4 separate regions of the Mus musculus genome follow, and regions 1, 2 and 3 are each linked to region 4. The links are chromatin contacts, called in public Hi-C and HiChIP or PLAC-seq maps. All regions are on one chromosome and are shown on one strand. The core of a region is the stretch at or near the end of the contact, and the rest is flanking DNA. Distances in the headings are between cores, read along the strand shown.

Evidence for each region. Hi-C and Micro-C count contacts between places; a contact is called where the count stands out from the background. HiChIP or PLAC-seq counts read pairs in DNA pulled down with a chosen protein or histone mark.
Region 1: a Hi-C map of bone marrow-derived macrophages shows a contact between it and region 4, with 34 read pairs. The contact joins two enhancer-like sites. A contact is called at or near these places in 2 of 484 Hi-C or Micro-C datasets (bone marrow-derived macrophages and nephron progenitors), 5 of 115 datasets of contacts at active chromatin or transcription factors (double positive thymocytes, embryonic basal ganglia, embryonic stem cells and 2 more) and 1 of 9 other capture datasets (embryonic stem cells).
Region 2: a contact with region 4 is called in an H3K27ac HiChIP or PLAC-seq map of microglia, with 4 times the contacts expected there. The contact joins two enhancer-like sites. A contact is called at or near these places in 2 of 484 Hi-C or Micro-C datasets (bone marrow-derived macrophages and cerebral cortex) and 2 of 115 datasets of contacts at active chromatin or transcription factors (microglia and neural progenitor cells).
Region 3: a Hi-C map of bone marrow-derived macrophages shows a contact between it and region 4, with 27 read pairs. The contact joins two enhancer-like sites. A contact is called at or near these places in 1 of 484 Hi-C or Micro-C datasets (bone marrow-derived macrophages), 2 of 115 datasets of contacts at active chromatin or transcription factors (bone marrow-derived dendritic cells and microglia) and 1 of 9 other capture datasets (embryonic stem cells).

What each region holds. Positions count from the first base shown.
Region 1 is chr13:113,579,172-113,581,871 of GRCm38.p6, reverse strand. No RefSeq gene overlaps it. Among named protein-coding and RNA genes, the nearest start is that of Snx18, 38 kb to the left of the region's middle. Within about 2 kb of position 1,326, at least 94 of the 459 cell types and tissues checked have an H3K27ac peak or open chromatin away from gene starts, as enhancers often do. A contact at or near this core is called in bone marrow-derived macrophages, where this site is marked.
Region 2 is chr13:113,513,985-113,516,694 of GRCm38.p6, reverse strand. All of the region lies in intron 2 of Gm34471 (a long non-coding RNA gene), which reads left to right. Among named protein-coding and RNA genes, the nearest start is that of Gm34528, 12 kb to the left of the region's middle. Within about 2 kb of position 1,399, at least 71 of the 459 cell types and tissues checked have an H3K27ac peak or open chromatin away from gene starts, as enhancers often do. A contact at or near this core is called in bone marrow-derived macrophages, cerebral cortex and microglia, where this site is marked.
Region 3 is chr13:113,546,791-113,549,490 of GRCm38.p6, reverse strand. No RefSeq gene overlaps it. Among named protein-coding and RNA genes, the nearest start is that of Gm34471, 9.4 kb to the right of the region's middle. Within about 2 kb of position 1,405, at least 19 of the 459 cell types and tissues checked have an H3K27ac peak or open chromatin away from gene starts, as enhancers often do. A contact at or near this core is called in bone marrow-derived macrophages, where this site is marked.
Region 4 is chr13:113,377,696-113,380,438 of GRCm38.p6, reverse strand. No RefSeq gene overlaps it. Among named protein-coding and RNA genes, the nearest start is that of Gm41070, 15 kb to the right of the region's middle. Within about 2 kb of position 1,263, at least 65 of the 459 cell types and tissues checked have an H3K27ac peak or open chromatin away from gene starts, as enhancers often do. A contact at or near this core is called in bone marrow-derived macrophages, cerebral cortex and microglia, where this site is marked.

The sequences.
Region 1 (2,700 bases), core at 77-2,576, 200 kb before region 4:
AATACCAGACATTCTTCAATTTCTAGGAACTTACAAATCATTAAAGGGGCTAAGATACAAATGCCAGTACACAGCAAATAATTGACAGTTGATGATTATATTTGAATAAAATCCATCCGTTGCAACTGTGTACTGTCCTATTACAATGGACCACCTTTATTCTGGGCATTTCTATTTTGGACACCTCTATTCTGGACATGTCTGCTTTTAGGTAAATAGCCAGACAATTATGCAATAGAAAGCATAGTGACCCAAGCTTTCGCTTGAGAACAAATGTTTATCAATTTTCAAAGGGTAATCTCAACAATAGACTATCTGAAATAAGCCAATCACACCGTTTCAGCAGGTAGCATAAGGTGCCTGGAACTGTCAAATCCATAGGCACAGAAAGTAAGATCATAGTTGCCGGGGTAGACGACAGAAGAATAGGAACAAATGGTGGATGGGCAGAGATCTTTAGGGTTTTAATTTTGCAAGCAGCAAAGCAGTGTTAACTCGCTTAATGTTACTTAGCTACAGACTCAACGAGGACTGAGAAAGTAAAATTGTCGTGAATACCGCCTTTTATTTTTCTCTTAAAGATTTCTTTATTACATGTAAGTACACGGTAGCTGTTTTCAGACACACCAGAAGAGGGCATCAGATCTCATTATGGATGATTGTGAGCCACCATGTGGTTGCTGGGATTTGAACTCAGGACCTCTGGAAGAGCAGCCAGTGCTATTAACCAGTGCTATTAACCACTGAGCCATCTCTCCAGCCCTATACCACCTTTAAAAACCCGTCAAAATGCTCTTTTCTAAGCAGTCCTGGGAGGAAGTTACTGCAAGTTCTTGAGTGACGACCCATCTGTTCCTTGCCTGGGTAGTACTTACCCAAACCTTTCCAGTTAGATATTAACTAGTCTATTTGGCAGATGAAGAAGGCTCCATAACTGTCCAGCCATAAACTAGAATTTGAACCCATTTTATTTTTCTCCTGTGTTCTCGTGCTTAATAACTAAAGGCGCCCAACTGATTTACACGGAGTATCACCCTTCATACTCTCTAAGCCAGAAAGAGCCATATTAAAATCGAGCTGGTCCTGTTGGTGGGAGCCTGTAACCCAGGTACGTAAGAGGTAAGAGATCGGAGGGAGGGTCAGGAGTCCAAGGACACTCTTGGCTACACAGTGAGTTTGAGTCCAGCCTGGGATTAATGGACCTTGTCTTAAGAACAACAATAATAAAAAGATGATTCCCAGAGTGGGGCACAGTAATTCACACGTGTCTGACCTCAGTAGTCACGAGGCTGAGGTAGGAGGATGGGGGACTGTGGCTTTCAATCCAGTCTGGGCTATATTGTAAGACCTGTTTCAAAACGACAAAAACCCGACCAAAACACAAAAAGACTTCCCCCTCCCATACAACCACAAACCACCACAAGCATATTAACTCAGAATATAAAAGCCTTGGAAATATCCAGCATCTACAAGTCTATGTTACTAAGAAGAGTTCTTCCTTCCTCCTCTCTTTCTTCCCTTTCTCCCTGCCCTTCTTGCTGGCAGTGTTAGTCCTTTAAGAACGACAGTGACACAATAGGGCAACTGGTATCAAGGTGATTTGTAATTATACTATCTACACTATCGGCTCTTCTGCTCGGAAGGCTAGGGCGGATCTGTGAGAGATCACACAAAGGACATGCCCCACCTGCTTCTCCTCCTCCAGGGGCCTGGATGACATCATATAAGAAGTCATTTCCTGCTTGATTCTTATCTCCAGTGCTCACTAAATTAATGGCCTTACATCCTTTACGCTGAGAATGGAAGTACAATAACTTCCTATTGAGGTTTATGCTTATGACCCTGAAAGGTCATGAGTTTGGTTGGCTTTCTTCTCTCTGGGGGAGGAACAAAAAAAAAAAAAAAAAAAAAAAAAAACCTAAAAAACAAAACAAAACAAAAAAACCCCAAACAATAGTTTGGTAAAACAAACGCTGCTGAAATCCAGTCGGCACTATTGCCATTTGCTGAGGGATGTATTTCTGATCCACAAATTTGCTGACTTAAACAAGGCCTAACAGACAGTATAGAAGTTTTACAATGGGTTGAAAAGGGCCGTGGTCATTATAAACTCTGTCACTATGCGACACTCTGAAGCTGATCACCCTGTACAGGAAGGAACAATGAAAACGGTGGTGTTCCCACTGTATTCCCACTTTATTCCCACTTTGCCACCAGAATCCAGCAGCTGCCCATTCCAGAAGGAAACTGGATATTGATTAAGGAACTGTCAGATTCCTTGAGGGAAATTCACAAGACTGAGAGGAGCAAGCTGTAAACTGTGGCCATCATGGAGAGAGGGCTGAGGTAGTTACTAATAATCTTTACGAATATCGTGTTTAGGTGACACCACTCCAGAGTCAAGCTGACTGACAAAACTCACTGAAGACTGATAGTCACCACCCCGTTAATTATCACAAATGTTTCCTTTTGTGCCCCAGAGGTTTTGGGGTGTCATCTTATTGTCAAGTCTTGACGGAGTGCTCTTTAATGCAACAGAATGTCATCGATGTTCACTTTATAGATGTACTAACGGTTTTCAAATCTCGTTCAGTCCTCACCCTAGAGGAGGGGAGCATGTCGCTCTCTGCTGTTGCGTACTAAGAACGAGGTTATTTACAGAAGGTCAGAATAGGAAGAATCGAGCAAGCAGTGGGTTTA
Region 2 (2,710 bases), core at 150-2,649, 140 kb before region 4:
CGAACTCAGAAATCTGCCTGCCTCTGCCTCCCGAGTGCTGGGATTAAAGGCATGCGCCACCACTGGCCGGCTCAGGGGATCCATTTTGCAGATGACGGAAGCAAAAGAGCACATGCTCCGGGCAAGTGTTCATTACGCATGCTCAGTTCGAGTGGTCATTGCGCATGCTCAGTTCTAGCATTCATTGATGCTAGCACCTTATGCAGGCTCTGATGCCATCCTTGATCAGCAACTATCATCAAATAACCCAATATTGGAAATCTTTGACAGAGGTTTAGGATAAATGAATTTTTTCTCTCTTTTATGTTTCTACTTGATATTCTTTGGCTCATTATGTGATTAAAAATGAAATCATATCTTTGGATGCTTGTGGTTTGGCTAGCTGGCTGGGAAATGGTTTTCTGGCAGTTATTAGTGTTTTTTTTTCTCTTTCTATTTAAATAACACTTACTGGATTTGGTACTTGAACAAAAATGCCAAATTAAGATGTAGGAGAGAATAAACAAACTGCGCATGTTGAAACACTGGGAGTTGGGGTTTTTTGTTTGTTTGTTTGTTTGTTTTGTTTGTGTGTGTGTTAGTTTCTGCTAGTGTTGGGCACAGAAAAATTGTTTTAAACAGAAGCCAAAATTTTGATACTCTCTATAAGAGATATGACTTTAATAGTCTTTTGTTGTTTTTATAGCTGTTTAAGACAGGGTCTTAGGTACTGCAGGTTGGCCTCAAACTTACTATGTAACCTCAAATTCTTGGCTCCTTGTTGGAGTGTGAGGATGTGAGTATGGACCTCTTCCATCTTTGATCTTCATCTCTATTCCCCATCCTGGATGCTCTTTTGAAATGTACAATATTCTTCTAGGAACTAACTTTTTCCTTCTTTACAATAGATGAAGACAGTCTGCTGGTGAATACCCTTATAGAAGTGAAACAGACGAAGGCTATGTTTGCTTCAAACCTGTGCTCTGTCAATTCTCAGCCAGTGCCCACTGCTGCTTCTTGTCCTGAGATAACCACAGTGGGGGGTGGGGGTGGAGGAGGGAGGGGGAGAAGGAGAGGCTTGAAGCTTTTAAGTATTTTACTCTCTTCTAAAGACCATAAAAAGTTATTCAACACCCAAACAGCCCTAACGGGAGGGTCTTGCCAAATACAACATACCGCACAGAAATCAAAAAAGGTTTCCAACTCCCACTGGGTCTCGCAGCAGAAAACGTTGTAGCAAACACAGTCCCCAGTCCCTGCCTGCAGCTAAGATGCGTGTCCCAAAAGCTCTTCAGTTCACATTTTCCTGTGCCGAGATGATCACAATTCTCACCATCCAGAATGTGATACTTGGCTCTAACCAAAGCGAGAGGAAGTGCCCTTCCTGAGCAGGAGCAGAAATCTAAACACAGAACAAGACCACATCTTGTTTCCAGTCAGCCTCCTGCTGTGAGGCCTCCACACTGTGCTTGCTACTTCCTCCTGCAGGCAGGGACTGGTGGTTGGAAGAATTGTAAAAGGCTGAGGAGCCTCTGCCCCAGATGCCTTTAAGGGGGGGGGGGGGTCTCAAGATCAGTGCTTCATCGATCCATCAATCGGCTGGAGTTGCTGACTTGATTCACTGAGCCAGAGCTTGCCTCATCTGCTGTGAACGTTCCGACACACAGCTTGTTTATAAACTATGCCTTCAACGAATACACTCATTATATTTAACAGTACAGTTCTCGGAACTACTGTGAATTTACACTTTTGTTTATTAAGTAGTTACCTTGTAAATACCCAGTGTTAGGTCTAACAGTTTTGAGGCAGCAACGAGACAGTGTAGCTATTTTTTTCTTTCTTTTCTTTCATTTTTTTCAACACATGTGAACCTCAGTTTTCCCTCCCTCCGATCCTCACAGTCCTCCCTTCCTCCCTTCTCCCCCCAGATCAGCTCCTCCGTTCCTCTTCAGAAAAGAGCAGGCCTCCCAGGGATATCAGCTGAACATGACATAACAAAATACAATAAGCCTAGGAGCAAACCCCCACATCAAGGCTGGGCAAGGCAGCCAAGTAGGAGGAAAAGGGTGCCAAGAGCAGGCAGAAGAGTCAGAGACACCCCCATTCCCTCTGTTAGAAGTCCCACAAAAACCCAAGCTAACAAACTTAACATGTATGCAGAGGACCTGGGGCAGACCCGTTCAGGCTCCATGATGGCTGCTTCAGTCTCTCTGAGCCTCCCAAGATACCAGAAAGGCTAAGTAACAATGGAGGTTCTAAGGGGGACTCGTGAATCTCTCTAGGAAGGGGAACTAGGACATATTCTTGGGTAGACTTGGGGCTGGTGGGCATGGGTAGGGGGAAGGATAGAGGAAGAGAGTATGGAGAGAGACATCTGAAACTGGAGGGTAATTGGGGGTAGTGATATGGAACCCTAGTGCAGTAGAAATATGACAGCTCTTAATGGCCTGGGGATCCAAGTTTCACCCTCCCCTTCTTTCTCCTAACAGTAGTTCCACCAATGGCTGCCTTGCACATGACATATAGTAGGGGTGCAGAGGAGGACGTGTGAGCTCCTGTCTGTGGAGGAATGTTGCAGCCAGCACATTCAGTGCCCTTCTATCAATCAGAGAGAGGGCATTTGTTCTCAGTACGCTGACCCCTGTGAATGGAGAGTGAGTCAGAGACCCCCGCATTAACCTCCTGATCTGAGCGATTATGTTTAAGCAATGCTTGGACTTTGTGTGGAGAG
Region 3 (2,700 bases), core at 156-2,655, 170 kb before region 4:
TATGGTGGGAAGCATGGCAGCATCCAGGCAGACATGTTTTGGTGATGGAGCTGAAAGATCTACATCGCGATCCACAGGGAGCCAGGAGAGATTATGTTTTTCACTGGCTGGAGCTTGAGTGTCTATGAGAAGACCTCAAAGCCCTCACCAATAGTGACACACTTTTTCCAACAAAGCCACACATACTCTAACAAGGTCACACCTCTTAATGGTGCCATTCCTACAAGCCAAACATTCACACACATAAGTCTATGGGGGCCATACCTAGTCAAACCACAACAGGAGGTGTGGCCTTCCTGGCCAAAGTGTGCCAGTGGGTGTGAGCTTTGAGAGTAGCTTTGTTCCATGTCCGGTTCTCTCTCGACTTCCTGCTCCCTTTGCCGTGCCAGTCACTTGCTGCCAGGCCTCCCTGCCATGATGGCCTCTCATTTCTCTTAAACTGTAAGCCAAAATAAATGTTTTCTTTCATAAGTCAAATTTGGTCATGGTGTTGTATGGCAGCAACAGAAAGGTAACTAACGTTCACTCACCCATCCCATGTCTCTCGGGTGTGCTGCAGCAGGTGCTGTATCTGCATTGAGCAATAGCTTGAAACAGGCCATGGTGGGACTATGCATACCATGAAAATGATATCAGTGACAACCATTGCAACTCAAGACTTGATTGTGAAGAGTTGGACATTAAACAGTTACCAGCATATCGCCACACTGGCCGATCTACTTCTGACTATCCATTTTCCATTCATCCATCCATTCATCTATCTACTTACTTCTCTGGTTATACATACACTCAACACATATGAATTTTGGCATCCTGTGTCTGATGCTCTTCACATTGCACTCTGGGGCCTGAATAGTTGCCAGACTCTAGCTGTGAGAAAACATGAGAATGGTTTTATCAATTTCTTTATGACATCCCAGGAGGTGTTTCTGTCCCATTCCTGAGACTATAACCTATTTGGATGCTGGCACATGGAGTAGCCCAGCCTGCACAGGAGAGTTCTGGTCACTTTTCCTGACTTTCACATTAAATTAACTTTGCTCCAGGACAACTGGTACCCAGCAGTAGTGTGAAAAGATAGTGGTGGGTTGGGGTACAATCTTCATGGACTGGGGAAGAAGGGAGGTCAGTCGACGTTTCTCCTGAGTTAGTTTCCCTCTCTCCCTTTGACTCTTCTTCACTCGTGTCGCCTCCTCTACCACACTGCTCTACATTGTGTTGGCTCACTTCTTCTCTCAGTTCTTATTCACATGCTCTACTCCATGAGGAAATAAGAATATCATGTGACTGAGAAAAATTGGAAGCTTTTTAAAAAAAATTACATCATAAGCCGAGGATTTGATGATTTGGGGATGTGGCTTGAAAGCCTGTCTTGAATTTCCCACAATTCTCTATTCTTTCTGTTGATCTGTTTGCGAAATTTCCAAAACCAGAGTTTCTTTTTGATAGGCAGAACTCTCACACAGCCTTGTCACACCCAGAGGTCAGATAGGATTTCCTAACCAAGGAAAGTCCCTGCATAAATCATTGCTATATACGGATGGTTATCATGTAAGGCATAGTCCCGGGTGTGATTAAGTCTTTAAAAGCTTCTAAATGTAAGAAATGTAGAATTTAAGAGAGATTGGGTTCTGTAATCAAACATTGAGGAAGAAAGGCTGCCTATTTGGAGATTGTACAGGTAGCCGAATGTGGCAGCTGGAGCTGTGTAGAGGCTGGAGGATGGTGAGGGTTGCTAGAAAAGTGAGTGACAGGTGTCAGTCTGCATGTGGTCTGGCAGCTTTGGGTCCTTGCCTATGTTAGAATTCTAGGAGATTCCTCTCATTCACCTTGCTTCAAACCTTGCTAGCTGAAATAGTATTAAAAGGAATGGTTCCCAAATTGTTAAAGGAAACTAATAGAGAGAAAAGTCATGGAAACTGTGTCAGGTACCATTGGGCATGTTTTATCTGTTCTCCATCCTCAGCCACCAATTACTACTTTGTTTAATCAATAAATAATGTGTATATTATTTATCATGTATTAGATAGGGTGAGAAACATTATTATGAGGTATATATAATCCCAACCATTAGATTCAGTGCAGTTTGGCAATCATTTAAAAATCACATTCTAACCCAAGGACTACTGATCTGAAATTTTAAGTAGACATGAGAAATTCGAATTTATAATTTATCTGAACTCAAGGTACAAATTCAATTTTTCCCCCACTCAAACCCAGACAGCATATTTCAACTCCCAGAGGAAGATGATGTAATTAATATAGCAGATTTTCTGCTGGATAGCCTTCTTTCAGTGTTAATTCTAGAAAATTTTAGACACCCAAAACCAACAGGAAAAGAGACAAACAGGCCCAGGAGGGATTATAACTGTCCTGTGGGTTTCATAAGCCCTTTCCTTTGATTACTAACCACCCAGAGTCCTTTATCTCTCCTACTGGACATTGTTAGCACCAAGCTCAGTCCAAGAACCAAGCTACAAAGGAGGGGGAGTTTCTTCAGTAGAAGAACTGAGTGCTTCAAATGTGCCAAGTGCTGGATTTGCACAGGTGAATGGGACCTTTGTCCTCCAGGAATTAACAATCTATTTAAGGAAAACAAAATATAAAAATGAAGGAACATTAACAATGCTCAAAGACCTACTTTATTTCTTCACCTAAGAACTTTTTGAGTCTTTATTTGGGGCCTGATATTGTTGTAAG
Region 4 (2,743 bases), core at 14-2,513:
GGAGTCACCATAGGTAGCTTTTGTTTTATGTAGGTTCAGGGGATTATAGTTAGCTTGCACCGCAAGCACTTTACCAGCTGAGCTATTTCTCCATCCCTGGGAGATACTGGATATTCTCATCCTCAGAGCTGAAGCTGCACTGGTGACTAAATGGTTAATAGAATACTCCGGCTGAAAGCCTAGAGTGTGTCACCCAGGTCTTACCCATAGCTTTGAGCGACTTCCTACCTCCTCTTCTTAAAGCAGAGATGGTGATGGCTATTTCCAGTGACTTGCTCTTAGGCAGGAGAGTCCAGTCTTGCTCTGCCCTTGCTAACCTATCGCTGCCTGGACCCCATACTGTGTGCTCATTTGTCTCCCAGCTTGTCTAACCCTCTGCTTATTTTACCATCCAAGCAGCTCAGGTGGAAATGTACTTTATTTCCATGGAAACCTCAGAGCATTCCCTTTCTTCTAAACTATGAACCTTGTTGTTCCGCTGTCCTGGCCCAGCTCCTGACTTGCCACCCCTTACCCAAACCATTGCTCTCCCACCCCTCCTGATTAGCTCTGCCAGCTCCCTGAATGTTTTAGTTGAAGGAGAACTGTGGTTTCCAATTCTATTCCAAGGCTCAGGAGAGATTTCTGAGAACAGCTTCCTCGTTTTCAATTGACCGTGGTAACAGCAGCCTCAAAGAAATCACTTTTCTGAAAAATGAGCCTCATTCAGAAAGCAAAGTGAGACTGGTTTTGTCCACATTGCATATGTACTCAAAAACTGTGGGGGACCTTCCTGTGCCCATCAGGAGCTGTTCTCCAAAGCTCACTACGGAAAAGCAAGGCCACAAGGTATTGGATGAGATGGACTCTGGGCTTCTAGACCTGGGAGAAAACCCAAGAAAGGCAGGAGAAAGGGGTCAAGTCTTTCTTTCCTAAACAATGTGAAAGGCAGGCCCAAATGGGCCCCTTACGGTTTCTATAACCATCATCTGTTCCTCCTGTCTGTGACACTCAAGGAGTCTTGGAGCTGCTCGGGGTAAGACAGTATGAGAAGGCTGCACTGTGAGGAAGTAAAAAGAAGACAGTGATTGGAGTTAGAAGGGAGTGCTTGACCTTCAGCTACAACACTGCTGTCTGACTTGTGCCGGACACCTGCTGAACGCACCTCGAGCCATAACGCCCACTCTCCATCTGGCTCCTTCCCCAGGCGGCTGCTTGCAATGGACTGGATCAGAAGCAAGCCACCCCCTGACTTCTGAACTGAGTCAGTCAGTGAAAGTATTTGGAGGGGAGCAGAAGGGAGGGCACGATGAAGGCACCAGTTCCTCAATTCCTCCCACTCCTTCTCACCGGGGTTGGCTGCCTCTAGCTATGAAGATCACAGCTCCCAGCACGTGAGCATCTAGCTTAGCTCAGGACAGCTGGTCTTTCTTTGTTCTCACTGCTGTGGCAAGCCCACATGACCCCAAGCCATACTCACTTTTCCTAGTTCTGCTCCCATCTCTACCAACTCTCTTATTCAGTGTGCCTCAGCTATGCTACCCAATTTGGACTTTTCTTGTTTCCTGCTGCCATGTTCATGCTCATGAAGGTCTGGGTCAGGGAATTCTGAACTTCTCAGAGTCCCTCAATGTAATCTTGAAGAGGAAGCTAACTTAGAAACTTCAATTTGGAAACATACCCGGTCCACCTCCCTAAAGCCGTACTCTGAGGAAGATCTTGACAGCCTCTGGGGACAACAGGTAGGACAGGAAAGGAGGACACAAGCCCATGGCTAACTCTGCCTGCTCTACGAGTTTGAGAAAGCAATGTCAAGACACTAGAAAATGAAGAAGGGCCTAGAACTTGTGGAGCAAGGAATCCATGTGCAAGCTTTGATACAAATGCAGTTTCTGCTGCTATTTTAGGAACAAGACTCATCTCAGGGAGAAGTCACAAGAGGAGCACTCTGTAGCGCCACCCTGCTGTCCTCCCTCCTTTCAGAGTTGACTCCTCCCTAGGATCCTGATAAGGAGGAAGTACTTCCACCCTACTTCTGGCCACACAGATGGGCACAAGGAGACAATTGGTCCAAGAAGAATGAAGCAAAAGTCCGGGCTGACAAAAGGAGTTTCTGTCTCTTGAGAATCTGGGCCGGGTGACCTTCAGTCATGGTTGTGTGATGCCCTGAGTGATACAGAACCATGGAGCATAGGATGGAGACACCCAGGCCACCAGAGGCAGCAGCTATTTCAGGCTAGGAGGAAATCAAAATGAAGACCCTAGTGGCAGAAGCCAGCCCTCTGGCAAAGGGGAGGACAGCCCACCATAGCCACTCATGTGTCTCACACGTGGGCTCTTGTCTTAGTTTCTAATACCTCTTCAGGCCCGGCCATGATGGTTATTACACACTATGTCATGTTCTAAGAGCAGCTGTGACTTTTTCCTTGGTCAACAAATGTCCTTTTCTTGTGCTACACTAAGGACTGCATAGTAAGTAGAGGAGATGGGAATTCTTTTCAGGAGAATTCGAAAACCATGCATGTCCCTTTCCAGGAGATAGAAACTCACTCCACTCCCTCAAATGGACTGGACTCGGCAACGCCCTGTAACATTCAGAGGGGAAACAAGGGTGGCGGTGGGGATGGGGCTGAAAGAATAATAACTTCAAAGTGGTCGGGCCTGGGAAATAGCACTTTAATCAGCTACTTAAGGTTAACAGTGACTCCTTAGGTCACGTGGGTATCATTTACCCGGCATCATAGAATCCAGGCACTTGGTCTGT